2 separate regions of the Mus musculus genome follow, and region 2 is linked to region 1. Evidence: chromatin contacts called from public HiChIP or PLAC-seq data. All regions are on one chromosome and are shown on one strand. The core of a region is the stretch at or near the end of the contact, and the rest is flanking DNA. Distances in the headings are between cores, read along the strand shown.

Evidence for each region. HiChIP or PLAC-seq counts read pairs in DNA pulled down with a chosen protein or histone mark.
Region 2: a contact with region 1 is called in an HNF4G HiChIP or PLAC-seq map of pancreatic cancer cells. The contact joins two enhancer-like sites. A contact is called at or near these places in 3 of 39 promoter capture datasets (hippocampal neurons, liver and pre-B cells), 3 of 484 Hi-C or Micro-C datasets (cerebellum, cerebral cortex and palatal mesenchyme) and 1 of 115 datasets of contacts at active chromatin or transcription factors (pancreatic cancer cells).

Annotation. Positions count from the first base shown.
Region 1 is chr8:111,181,429-111,187,397 of GRCm38.p6, forward strand. It overlaps Glg1 (golgi apparatus protein 1), which reads right to left. Exons shown (of 26, transcript NM_009149.3): 9 at 1,103-1,224. Among named protein-coding and RNA genes, the nearest start is that of 9430091E24Rik, 39 kb to the left of the region's middle. Within about 2 kb of position 4,098, at least 100 of the 459 cell types and tissues checked have an H3K27ac peak or open chromatin away from gene starts, as enhancers often do. A contact at or near this core is called in pancreatic cancer cells, where this site is marked.
Region 2 is chr8:111,434,548-111,440,683 of GRCm38.p6, forward strand. No RefSeq gene overlaps it. Among named protein-coding and RNA genes, the nearest start is that of Gm24793, 19 kb to the left of the region's middle. Within about 2 kb of position 4,849, at least 12 of the 459 cell types and tissues checked have an H3K27ac peak or open chromatin away from gene starts, as enhancers often do. A contact at or near this core is called in pancreatic cancer cells, where this site is marked.

The DNA of each region.
Region 1 (5,969 bases), core at 2,848-5,347:
AATAACAACAATAAAAAGGTAAACACATCATATAAAATAAACACCTAGGGCAGGCAGTGGTGACACAGGCCTTTAATCCTAGCACTTAGAAAACATGCAGGAGGATCTCCATCAAGTTCGAGGCCAGCCTGGTCTATAGTTCGAGTGGCAGGACAGCCAGGGCTATACAGAGAAACTGTCTCAAAAAACAAACAAAGCAAGCAAGAAAGCAAGCAAACATAACCTTGTTGCCCCACATCTTAAATATTTTCAACTATCTCATGTCTTTTAAAATATTTGTTCAAATCAAAACCCAGCAAAGCGCCACATATCATATTTAATTAAAGATGCTGGGGATGGAGAGATGTGTTAGTGTTTAAGAGCACAGATTGTTCATCAACAGGATTCAACTCAATTCCCAGCACCCCCATAACTGTTCTGGTTACAGGAAATCTGACACCATTTTCTGACTACTGTGTGTTACCAGGCAAGCAAGTAGTACATAGACATGCATGCAGGGAAAACACCCATAAATGTAAAATGAATCTCCTTCCCTTCCCCTGTCCCTCTTCTGGTTGCCATGGCTACTATACTATAAACATTCTATCTATGCTCATCTACATCTATACATCATCTAAACACAAAAACTGTAAGATGCTAGGTGTAGTGCACACCTTTTATCTCAGCACTTGGGAGGCAGAGGCAGGCAGGTCTCTGAGTTTGAGTTACAGGACAGCCAGGGTTCACAGAGAAACCAAGTCTCGGAAAACAAACAAACAAACAAACAAACAAACAAGCAAGCATGAGACAGTCACAGTGCCAAGTGTTTCACTTTATCCTGATGCCCTGAGAGTCTCTGAATTACAGGAAGTTACTCAATGACTAATAGGTCCTATATGCCCAGTCACTGTCAACAACTGCCATCATAGTTCTGGGTCTGAGTGTCTCTATATCATGGGTAAGGCAGATCAGAAGTCTCAGTCTCAATATTAGTTTTAGCAAAAGTTTGGTGTGTGTCCATGTTCAACAAAATGTTAGTCAAGATATTACACTACTCAAAAGCCACTCGAGGGGAATGTTCTCTGTGTTGGCAAATAAAACACAATATGGAGAGTGAACCTACATTGGGTCTCCGGATCGTATGTGTTTGCAGGCTGTCTGTATTACAGACTCACAAGCTTCATTCAAAGCTCGATCAATGCGGTAGTCTGCACCAGGGTCAGTCTCCTGAATCAGTGTCTGAAGCTGGATTGAGGGAAAAAAAGGTAGTTTAGGCACAGAGAAGAGCAATGTCACCCAGCAGATGCTCAGTCCAACCATCATAACACAACCCAAACAAACATCTACAGATGTTACTAGCTATGTTGGAAAACACTGTTGTAACATTTTCCAATTTTTTTCTCCATTTTCCACTTGCCCTGGGTTTTCTGTTGAAGTCATTGTGGAACTTGAAGATTTACTTGGTCATCTGCAAAACAAGTCTGAAAAACATGGCTATGCAAGTTCACTCCAAAGGAAGCCAGAGTTGAAACAAGTAAAAGAAAAGACATCTCAATTAGAGAACAATTTGATCCTAAAAAGGCTGTAAATGTTGCTGCAATGACATCGGTGTCATAACAAGCATACTATGTTTTATTAAGGTAGATGTGAGAGATTTCAATTAACTCATAGCTGGAATTAGAAAACAAGACTGTGCTGGACAGTGGTAGCTCACAACTTAAATCCCAGCACTCTGGAGGCAGCAGCAGGAAGATTTCTGAGTTCAAAGGCCAACCTGATCTACAGAGGAGTTCCAGCCAGGGCGGGTACACCGAGAAATCCTATCCTAAAAAGCAGACTGACAGACTCAAGAACAAAAACGAGAAAAGAAAAGAATGCTTACAAGTTATTACCTTTTACCTACTATATTTATACCACAAGCATTAGCACAGAATGCTTGCTGTAAAATACCTAAGAATAAAAGTGCACTCTTCCCATCTACTTGCACTTGGCCCATCCCTTACTGGAGATAAAGGCAGGAAACAGGGGCCTCAGAGTGGAGGACTGAAGAGACTATGGATCAGAAGACCAAGTGCAAGTCCTGGTCTGTTCTGTGCTACCTGAGCTGTGAGAGTTGGACAGTCTCATGTGCCACTGAGTTTTTTACTCCCTCCCTCTTTTTTATTTTTATTTTTATTTTATGTGTACAAGTGTTTTGCCCACATGTATGTCTGTCTAACCTGTGCACATACAGTGCCTGTGGAGGCCAGCAGAAGGCATCAGGTTCCTTGGGACTGGAGCTACAGATGTTTTTAGTTATATGAGAATGCTGGGAACTCAACTCAGACTCTCTGGTAGAGCCACCAGTACGAATTTTAACCCCAGAACCATCTCTCCAGCTCCAAATTTTAGTTCTTTCAATTACAGATTTTAAGAAATGGCCAAGTGTGGTGATGTATGTCTTTAATCACAGCACTCAGGACGTAGAGACAGGTGAGTTCAAGGCCAGCCTGGTTTAGAGTTCCAAGACAGCTACACAGTGATATTGTATCCGAGAACGGATAGACAGACAGATGTTGATACCACATGAAACAAAGTAAGGTCAACTGCAAAGCATTTTATAGATAGAAGATCACTATTACCACAGATGGGTAGCAGATGGGGCTGTGGAGTGGGAATCTTAAATAGAGAAAGAAAAATAGAAATTACAACCCTTACTGTTTTAATTTCTTTTCTTTTTTTTTTCTCCATCCTTAAGAATTAGATACTTCAGCACGGGAGGTGGGGGCATGGGTGGGGGGGAAGAGGAGGGGAATGTGCCTTTAATCCCAGCACTCAGGAGGCAAGGCTGTTGAATCACTGAGTTCCAGGTTAGCCTGGTCTACAGAGTGAGTTTTGGGACAGCCTGAGCCACACAGAGAAACCCCGTTTTAACAAATAAACAAACAAACAAACACGTTTAGACATGCTCTGTGTCACTGGTTTACCCTTTCTTGGAGCCTTTTCTGATCTGTACACATCTGACCTGGGATCCCACAATGGTTCATAACAAAGCTCTGGCCCCTTTACATACATACAGATTTTAGATAAAATAAAGATCCCAATTCTATTATCCTAGAAAAAAATCATTAAGAGAGAAATATAGGGAAAATGTCAATATTCTGGGATAGAAAGTATTTCTATAAATTATTGTTGGTAATTTGGAAAAGCTAAAGAATATTATAGCTTGCTGGTAGAAAAATAACTTTGTGAGCAAATTTTGACACCGGATGACCAAGATCAAGATAGTAATATCTTTTTTCTAGTATCCCATGGCATCTAGTAGGCTAATAATTCAAGGAATTATTGCCATTCTAGAATTCAGTGTAGGGAGTGAGGAAAATATGCAATTGGAATACAAACTGAGCCAGGTGCAATGATGAAGGAACCCCTTTAATCTGAGGCTTTGGGAGGTAGAGGCAATTGGATCTCGGTGAATTCGAGGTTAGCTTGATCTACATAGCAAGTTCTAGGATAGTCAGGGCTACATAAAGAGACCCTATCTCAAAACAAAAACAAAAACAAAAACAAAAAAAAAAAAAAAAGGAAAAATAGACTATAAACTGATGTTATGATTGTATATACATTCTGGCCCCTGATATTAACAAAAAAACCCCGAGCAAAGCTCCGGAGAGACTTGGTCTGGAGAATGCATTATGCAGCCATCCTTGATGTGAGAAGCATAGGCTAGTCATAGCCCTGTCGTAACTGTGGTAAATCTGGAGGAGTGGACACTCATTAGGATAATAATTATCCACATACTTTACAGTTCAGCACTTGCTGATAACCATTACCAGTTCATTAAATTAATCTAGAGACAGATGTTGAAGTCTGTTGTGTCAAGGAATAAAACTTTCAAAGTAAAAAGAAACCCACCCAAATTGCTCAAAGATATTCTTCAGTTTGACTAAGGCTAGATAATATAGAAGACAAAGGACGACTCTATCCTTCTGGAAAAATTGCCTTTAGTTTTTGTGAGAAAAGGCTTTTAAAAAATAGAATCCATACAATAAAAATGAAGTGCTTCCTTCCTAAGCAGTCTTAATGCAGTCAAAACCACACAGTTCACTATTTGTGCTTGCCCTCTGGGTTTGGAAAGCACTTTCTTCTTCTGGGCACAAAGGGTGGTGTAGGCGGAACTTATTTATCTTTGAAGCTGAGTCACTAGTTCTTTTAACGAAGCTAACTTTCCAAAAACCTCATAGTGAACTATGTGCCTCAAAACAGAGTTGAGTCCAGTCTATTTTTTTCCTGAACATTTTTACAATAGGTGTAAGCTTACTATAGATAGATTCCTTTTTTCCTATCCTCCTTCCACAACCTTACTAGATGGAATTAAGGATGAAAAGCAAACACAGCAGAGGCCGTCTCCTGATTCATCCTGGACTGCAGCCAGGCATATTCACTGGCACAAAGGGCACCCGGGGCAACTGCCAACAAACAGGACTGCAGAGGAGCACAGCACACTCATCCTCACAGTCTCACTGCAGCCTCCAGAGCAGCCCTCCAGCTGATTCTGCTGTTTGAGAGAAGAGGCTGCACTGGTCTTCCCATCCCAGCACCGACATGCACAATGTAACTGCTGTTAGTATCTACTTTGGGTCATGGTTAACAAAACCTGACTCCATATCTAAAGCTCATGTAAACTTGTATTTCAGACTATAAAATTGTTATAGACTGTACAAAAAAAAATTTTTTAAAGATTTATTTCTTTATTTATTAAGTACACTGCAGCTGTCTTCAGAAACCCCAGAAGAGGGCGTCAGATCTCATTAGGGATGGTTGTGAGCCACCATGTGGTTGCTGGGATTTGAACTCAGGACCTTTGGAAGAGCAGTCAGTGCTCTTAACCGCTGAGCCATCTCTCCAGCCCAACTGTACAAATTTGATTTTACATGATTAACTAGAAAATAAAATTTGCTCTTAAGCTCTTGCTCTCTCCTTGTCTCTTACCTCTTGCTCTCCTTCTCCCCTTTCCTTCCCCCCTCCACGTGGCTGCCTTTCTACAATAAATGCCTTCAAACCATTTTAAAAAAAAGGAGAGAGAAGAAGAAAAGAAAATTCAAGTAGTATTTAGTGTTTAATAAAAATAGCCAAAACAAAGTAACAAATGAATTGTGGTTTCCTAAAGCGTGACTTAGGTTATAAAACTAAAGTATCTTTCCTGCTTTAAAAGGGAAAGTCATTGCAGAGAGTGCTATGTTGTAGAGGCTTGCACCTGGTATGCTAAACTGCAGGAGATTTAACCCATACAAATAACAAACATGGTCAAAGGCAGGAGACGATGTTCTGCATGCACTGTGCTGACTCTGTACTGTGATCTGCAGGACTGCGCTGCTCATAAACACAGGATCAAGAGTCACTTCATTTTCTCCCAGAAAAAGCAAGTCCTTTTTCTGATGTAGGGGACTGACCTCATGGTTGCATTCATGTTATATAGCAATACGAAAGCTAAGTGTTTGTGGAAAAGACTATCTTTATATTCTTGTTTGTAAAGTTTGGAGCTGGTGAAAGACAGATCTTTCTGCTTATAGTTTCCCTGATTTAATCAATAAAGACACTTGATTCTGAGGATGATCCTTCAGACTTGTGGCATATCGTAAAAAAGTAAACTGGCAGAAATTTTCCATTCATGTCAACTCTCAATTTCAACTCAATCAAACTTGTTAAGACAGGCAAGTTCTCTTCTCCTAATAGCCTCTCATTTTGAAGAAAGTGATTTGCCTTTATTCTGTCTTTCGTAATCCAAACTGGCAAGTTCTTTAGAAACAGGAAAACAATGGATTTCCTTTACCTAGCTCCACAGCAATTTTTTTTTTGTTTGTTTTTTTTTTTTGGTTTTTTGAGACAGGGCTTCTCTGTGTAGCCCTGGCTGTCCTGGAACTCACTCTGTAGACCAGGCTGGCCTCGAACTCAGTGCTGGGATTAAAAGCATGTGCCACCACACCCGGCTCAGCTCAGGGGCATCTTCT
Region 2 (6,136 bases), core at 3,599-6,098, 250 kb after region 1:
CAGGTTTTCATGGAACGTGCCTTTAACCACTGAGATACCCAGCTAGCTCTGAACTTCTTTTCTTTTCTTTTTGTTTTTAAAGATTTATTTATTTACTTTATGTATATGAGTACACTGTGGCTGTACAGATGGTTGTGAGCCTTCATGTGGTTGTTAGGAATTGAATTTTTAGGACCTCTGCTTGCTCTGGTTAACCCCACTTGCTCCAATCAACTCTACTCGCTCAGTCCCTGCTCTCTCCTTGCCCAAAGATTTATTTACTATTATACATAAGTACACTGTAGTTATCTTCAGATGCGCCAAAAGAGGACGTCGGATCTCCTTACATATGGTTGTGAGCCACCATGTGGTTGCTGGGATTTGAACTCAGGACTTTCAGAAGAGCAGTCAGTGCTCTTACCTGCTGAGCCATCTTGCTAGCCCTGGACTTCTTTTCAAGACCTCGGTTTTGACAGGTGACACAAAGAACACTTTTAGGTTTTTAAGGTCAGAGTTGGCCCAGGCCTGGCCAGGTGGTATCTATCTATGCTCAGAGGAACTGGGCCAGAACCTCCTGAGTTGGGCTATGGAACAGGGTTGTCACTGGTTTGCTGTTCTAGAGATTCAGTGACCCAAAGTCAACCTTGGTTAGATTTATCCTGAAATAAGTCATCCATCTTAGACTTTGGATTTGGAACGGCTCATAAGGACTTGTGTGTTGAAAGCTTGGTCCCTGGCACAGCAGGAGTCAAAGGTCAGGATTTTGTAAGGTGACTGAATCATCTAAATCATGGGGCTCTGGACTCATGGATGGATTAACTCATCAAAGGGATTATAATTTAATGACATCCTTGGGAAATGGTAGAAACTATGGGACTGAACACTCTGAAAGCATAAATCAAGCTAAACCATTTCTCTTTGAAACCATCTATCCAGTGATTTGTCCTAGAGACAGAAAACTAACACAAATTTTAAACCGAGTGCCCTTCTGAGTAGCCCCAGTCTCATGCCGTCCTGTTCCATCTTGCTTGGAACATGAATCATGCCTTGGTCCAGTGTACCCACTGTGAATACCCACTATCTGTTACTCACTCAGGAAGTGTCTCAGGTTTCAGACATCTGTCAAGGCGTAACCCTCATTGTATTTCCTGTCCCCAAAGCACAAGCGAAACGGTGCTGATCATTTGAACGTGCTGAAGAGAAGACATTAAAATGCTTTACGTGAAGGGGATAACTTCTCTTATTTGCATGTGTGTGCTTGTGCGCGGGTGGATATAAGCTCGTGGAGGCCAGAGGAGGATGCTGCCGCCCTCTCCAGACATTCTCCATTAATTCTTTTGAGATGGGGCTCTCTCCTTGAACCTGGGGCTGGAGTCTGAATTTCAATTGAGCTGGAAACCAGCAATCCCCTGTGATCCTCTTGTCTCCCGCCCCCTCAGAACTGGGGTTACAGGAACTTACAGGGATGTAGGATCTGAATTCCAATCCACACAACTGTGAACTAGGATTCCTAACAGCTAATCCATCTGTCCAACACTATATGTTCTTGACAACATGGAAAGAAAAGAATACATTTGTTTACATATATTGAAGGTGATAGACTCAATGTAAAAATGAATCCTTTATTTATGAAGTCATGAAGGTACAGAAATTCATGCCAGTCTCTTTAATTCTTTCAGAAACAAGGGCTTGCTGTGTAACCTTGTGTCGCGCCCGCTCTCGACCAGCAAGAATGACGCGACCACCAGTCCTTCTAACAGCAGTTTATTCAGTCCTGATTCTTCTTGTTTATATCTCCCCCGAACCCTGGGCCTCTCACTCCTTTTATACTCTCTCTCATCCACATACTGCAGGCCACGCCCCCTTGCCAGTCACAAGGCTTCAGCTAATCAGGGCAGCAGGGGCAAATCTCCACCAAATTGGATTCACCTGTATCCTGGTACACCTGCGCAGCACTCAAGATGTTTGTGTCTTATATGAGGAAGTCAGGTGCAAGTCATATGACTTAGCTGCAGTCCCTGGCGCCTTTGGGACTGCCGCCACACCAGCTCCCCACAACCTTGGGTGACTTTGAACTCACATTGGCCCTCTTGCCTCAGCCTCTCAAGTGCTAACATCACAGACAAGCAGCGCCACGCCTGACCTTGTGCCAGCTTTCTTCAGCACCTCAGGATTTACCCAGCTAGCCCAAAGTGGCACTCCCTTGCCAACCATGCTTGGCCTGCATTCAGAATTAGCACCTACATTTGCTCTTTTCTCTTGGTGACTCCTTGGTACGGTCCTGACCTCTGGTCCCCTGTAACTCCCTAAAACAACAAAGACACAAGGTCATTGTGGGTGGCATACTTTTTAAAACATTGACAGGAAAGGGTAAAAATAGGGGAAGGTAGCAGGGAACACTTCAGATTTAATGGAGATGACTGCCTTTCTCCGTCTCCTTCAAATCCATGGCCCTTTCCACACTGACTGATATTGCTTGCATGTATGGATATGCATATACATATTTATTCTTAAATAGAGCCTGCTCCATCCATATTATATTTACATTTCTTTTTATTACTTCTTTCTATAGATTCCCCATGAACAAGAAAGTTCTTCTCATCTTATTAGTCGGGGGGAATGGAGCTTTCGTTTGTTTTGTGTTTTCTGCCTTCTGAGGACATAGCAGCTCCTGAGCATGACACAGGCTGGCTCTCTCCTTCCCTAGACACACATCGTGAGCAAGGCTCCTATTGTGTATTACTTTCCCTGCTGCCAACTGAGAGCAGGATCCTCATAACTTGGCTCTACTACTAGTGGTTTTCACTGTAGAAATATAGAATTAACCAAGTCACTGCTAGTCATTGAAAGCCAAGATTTTCCTCATGTGTCTAAATCTACTTTGAACTGGATATACAGCCGAGGATGACCTTAACTGATCCTCCTGCCTCTGCTTCCGGAGTGCTGGGATTATAGACATGTACCACCGCACCTGGGTTCAGCTACCGCAGCTTTTGTTGTTTTGAAACAAATCTCCTCTGTGTAGCCCTGGCTGTCTTGGAACTCTCGATGTCAACCAGGCTGATCACAGAGATCTGCCTGCTCTGCCTCCCTAGTGTGCCACCACACCCGACTTTCCTGAACCAGCCTTACAAGAGTGCTTTCTGGTGAGTCTGTGCAGAAATGGCCCCTCAGTCTTGCTGTTAAATCATGCTGTGTCATGATGTGACAGAGCGAGAGAAATCAGTCCAAAGGACAGCAAAAACTGCTCCAATCTCAGTTTTGAGAGAATTGCATTACATTAGTTTTTTGTTGTTGTTGTTGTTTTGTTTGTTTTTTTCTGCGTAGGGACCGAGGGGCATGTGTGGAGGTCAGAGGGTAACTTGGACGGGTTGGTTCTCTTCTTCCACTGTGTGGGTCCTGAAGTTTGTCTTGAATCCAGGTAAGCTGCTATCCCACCTCACTGGCCCCAGTCATCCACTATCTCTCTCTCTCCCTCCCTCCCTCCTCCCCTCCTTTTTCTTTCTTTCTTTCTCTTTCTTTCTTTCTTTCTTTCTTTCTTTCTTTCTTTCTTTCTTTCTTTCTTTCTTTCTTTTTCTCTCTTTCTCTCTTTCTCTTTCTTTGTTTATATTTTTGACCCAGGCCTCACCACGGTAGGCCTGTCTGGCTCTGAACTCGAAGTGATTCCTGTGCCTCTGCCCACCAAGTGCTAAGATGACCAGCGTGTGTTAGCATCACTACCCTTATTTTCATCTTCCAGTCCACTCAGGATTCTCCCACCACTTCCTGTCATCTTCGTCGTCTTCTGTGAGCTTGGTGGATGCCCCTAAGCCAATCACCCCGTGACTAAGCTTGAGATAAGATTTGGCCACACTCTGTTTTCTTACTAAACAACCATATTTAAATTGTGTTTCTTGGGCTGGAGAGATGGCTCAGTGGTTAAGAGCACTGACTGCTCTTCCAGAGGTTCTGAGTTCTATTCCTAGCAACCACATGGTGCCTCACAACCATCTGTAATGGGATCTGATGCCCTCTTCTGGTGTATCTGAAGAGAGCAATGCTGTACTCATATACATAAGGAAGCAGGAATAGGTGGGTTGGGGAGCAGGGGGGTTATAGGGGACTTTCGGACAGGAAAATAGGAAATGGGATAGCATTTGAAATGTAAATGAAGAAAATATCTAATAATAAATAAATAAATCGTTAAACTGTGTTTCTCACTTAATTAAATTATGTCACTGACGTAAGGGGCCAATCCCCAGAACCCTCACAGTGGAAGGTAGGAACCAACTCCCAAAGGTTGTCTCCCAACTCACGTGCCATGGTAGCAGCTCTTCCCCACCTAAAGTTTTAGAAATGTAAAATGCAGCTAAAAATGCTAAGTGGTTTAATTTAAACGATAACGGGAGAAGTCGTTCATACCTAACGAAAGGTAGGATTTCCCTTGGCTTTTCTCTGTTGGAAGGGGCCTATATTTCTTCAGTCACTGAATGGACTGGACAAACAGAGAACATCTCACACTTTACTGGATAGGATGAAGACCCAACAAAAAGCCCTGGTCTGTGGTCTTGAGAGAGAGACAAAAGAAAAGGAAGCCTGTGAGCTGAGGCTGCCAGGCATCCACCTCTCTGCCTCCTGACTACAGACACAGTGAGACCAGCAGCCTGAAGTTTCTAGAACCATGACTCCCCACCATGAGGGACTGGACCCTCCAACGGGGAGCCGAAGCAAACCTTCCCTCTTCTGACTATGTTGATCCTGGAAAGAGGACGGTGACTGGAGCACGGACCTTTCGGTTTACAACTGGAGAAGCAGGTTTTGGCCTGTTTGGATAACTCTGGGCTTTTTCTCCTGCTTTCAGATGGAAACGCTCAGATTTGTAGGTGCTCTGCTGCCACCTGCTGTTAAATTTCAGCTTGGAAGCCATGAGAGACAGCTCCGTGGCTAAGAGCCCTTGTTACTCTAGTGGAGGAACTACCTGGGTTCCATTCCCAGTCCCCTCGTGGTGGCTCACGACTGTCTATAGTTCTAGTTCCAAGAGACCCAACACCCTCTTCTGGACTCCAGAGGTGCCAGGCATGTGGCGCAGGTACATGCATGCAGGCAAAAACACTCATGCGCATGAATGTTCAGAAGCCCTGGATCTGGAAGCCGTATGTTGTTACCTGTTTCCAGGATCTCTAACTCCAACCAGCATTTAAACCAGGGATGGCGGCTTATCCTGTAATCCCAGCCAAAAGAACATTAGCTGTTGAGATATTTTCCCTATAAGAAAGAAATCGGTTTATTATGCTGGACACCTAAATATCTTCTTACATTTTCTTCTGTTTCTGATCTCCGTATATTAAGTCTGGGAGGTATACAGATAGATAGCCTTGGGTTCTATCAGTGATTCTCTCTAAATTAAGAAAATACCATTGGCCTGGCCCTGGGGCCTTTAAACCAACGCTCACTCATGGTGGGAGTTCAAAGGGCACTCATAGCTCACACCAGTTCTTACCTCCAAAGAAGAAAAAAACCCAAATAACAACAAAATATAAACAGACAGACAGACAGACAAATAAAAGCTGTTCTGGATAACAAGTCAAAGCAGACAGACAAAAAAAAAGACTCCAAGGGAAGACCTGTTGTTTACACATCACTGTTTCTCTGTGCTTCATATCCAGTCTTAGCTTAACACAGCAAAGCAGAGGGCAGGAACTGGAGGCTGACGGCGATTTATGCTGCTATAGGAGTAAAATTTTTACGAAGGAATAAAAAGCTGCATTTTCCCTCTGCGGTCTGGTGCATGCTGAAGCGTGATGCTCGGTGTCTTCCTCTATTGCTCTCCATTTTGTTACCTTAGGACAGAAATTGTCTCTGAACCAAGAGTGCAAATTTGTCAGGTTTAGCCGTGATCTCCTTAACTCACTGAGTCATGTTGCTGGCTTTTTTTTCCCATTTTTATTAGGTATTTAGCTCATTTACATTTCCAATGCTATACCAAAAGTCCCCCATACCCACCCACCCCCATTGGGAGCATCCTCCATTAGCTGACTGTGAGCATCCACTTCTGTGTTTGCTAGGCCCCGGCATAGTCTCACAAGAGACAGCTACATCTGGGTCCTTTCGATAAAATCTTGCTAGTGTATGCAATGGTGTCAGCGTTTGGATGCTGATTATGGGGTGGATCCCTGGA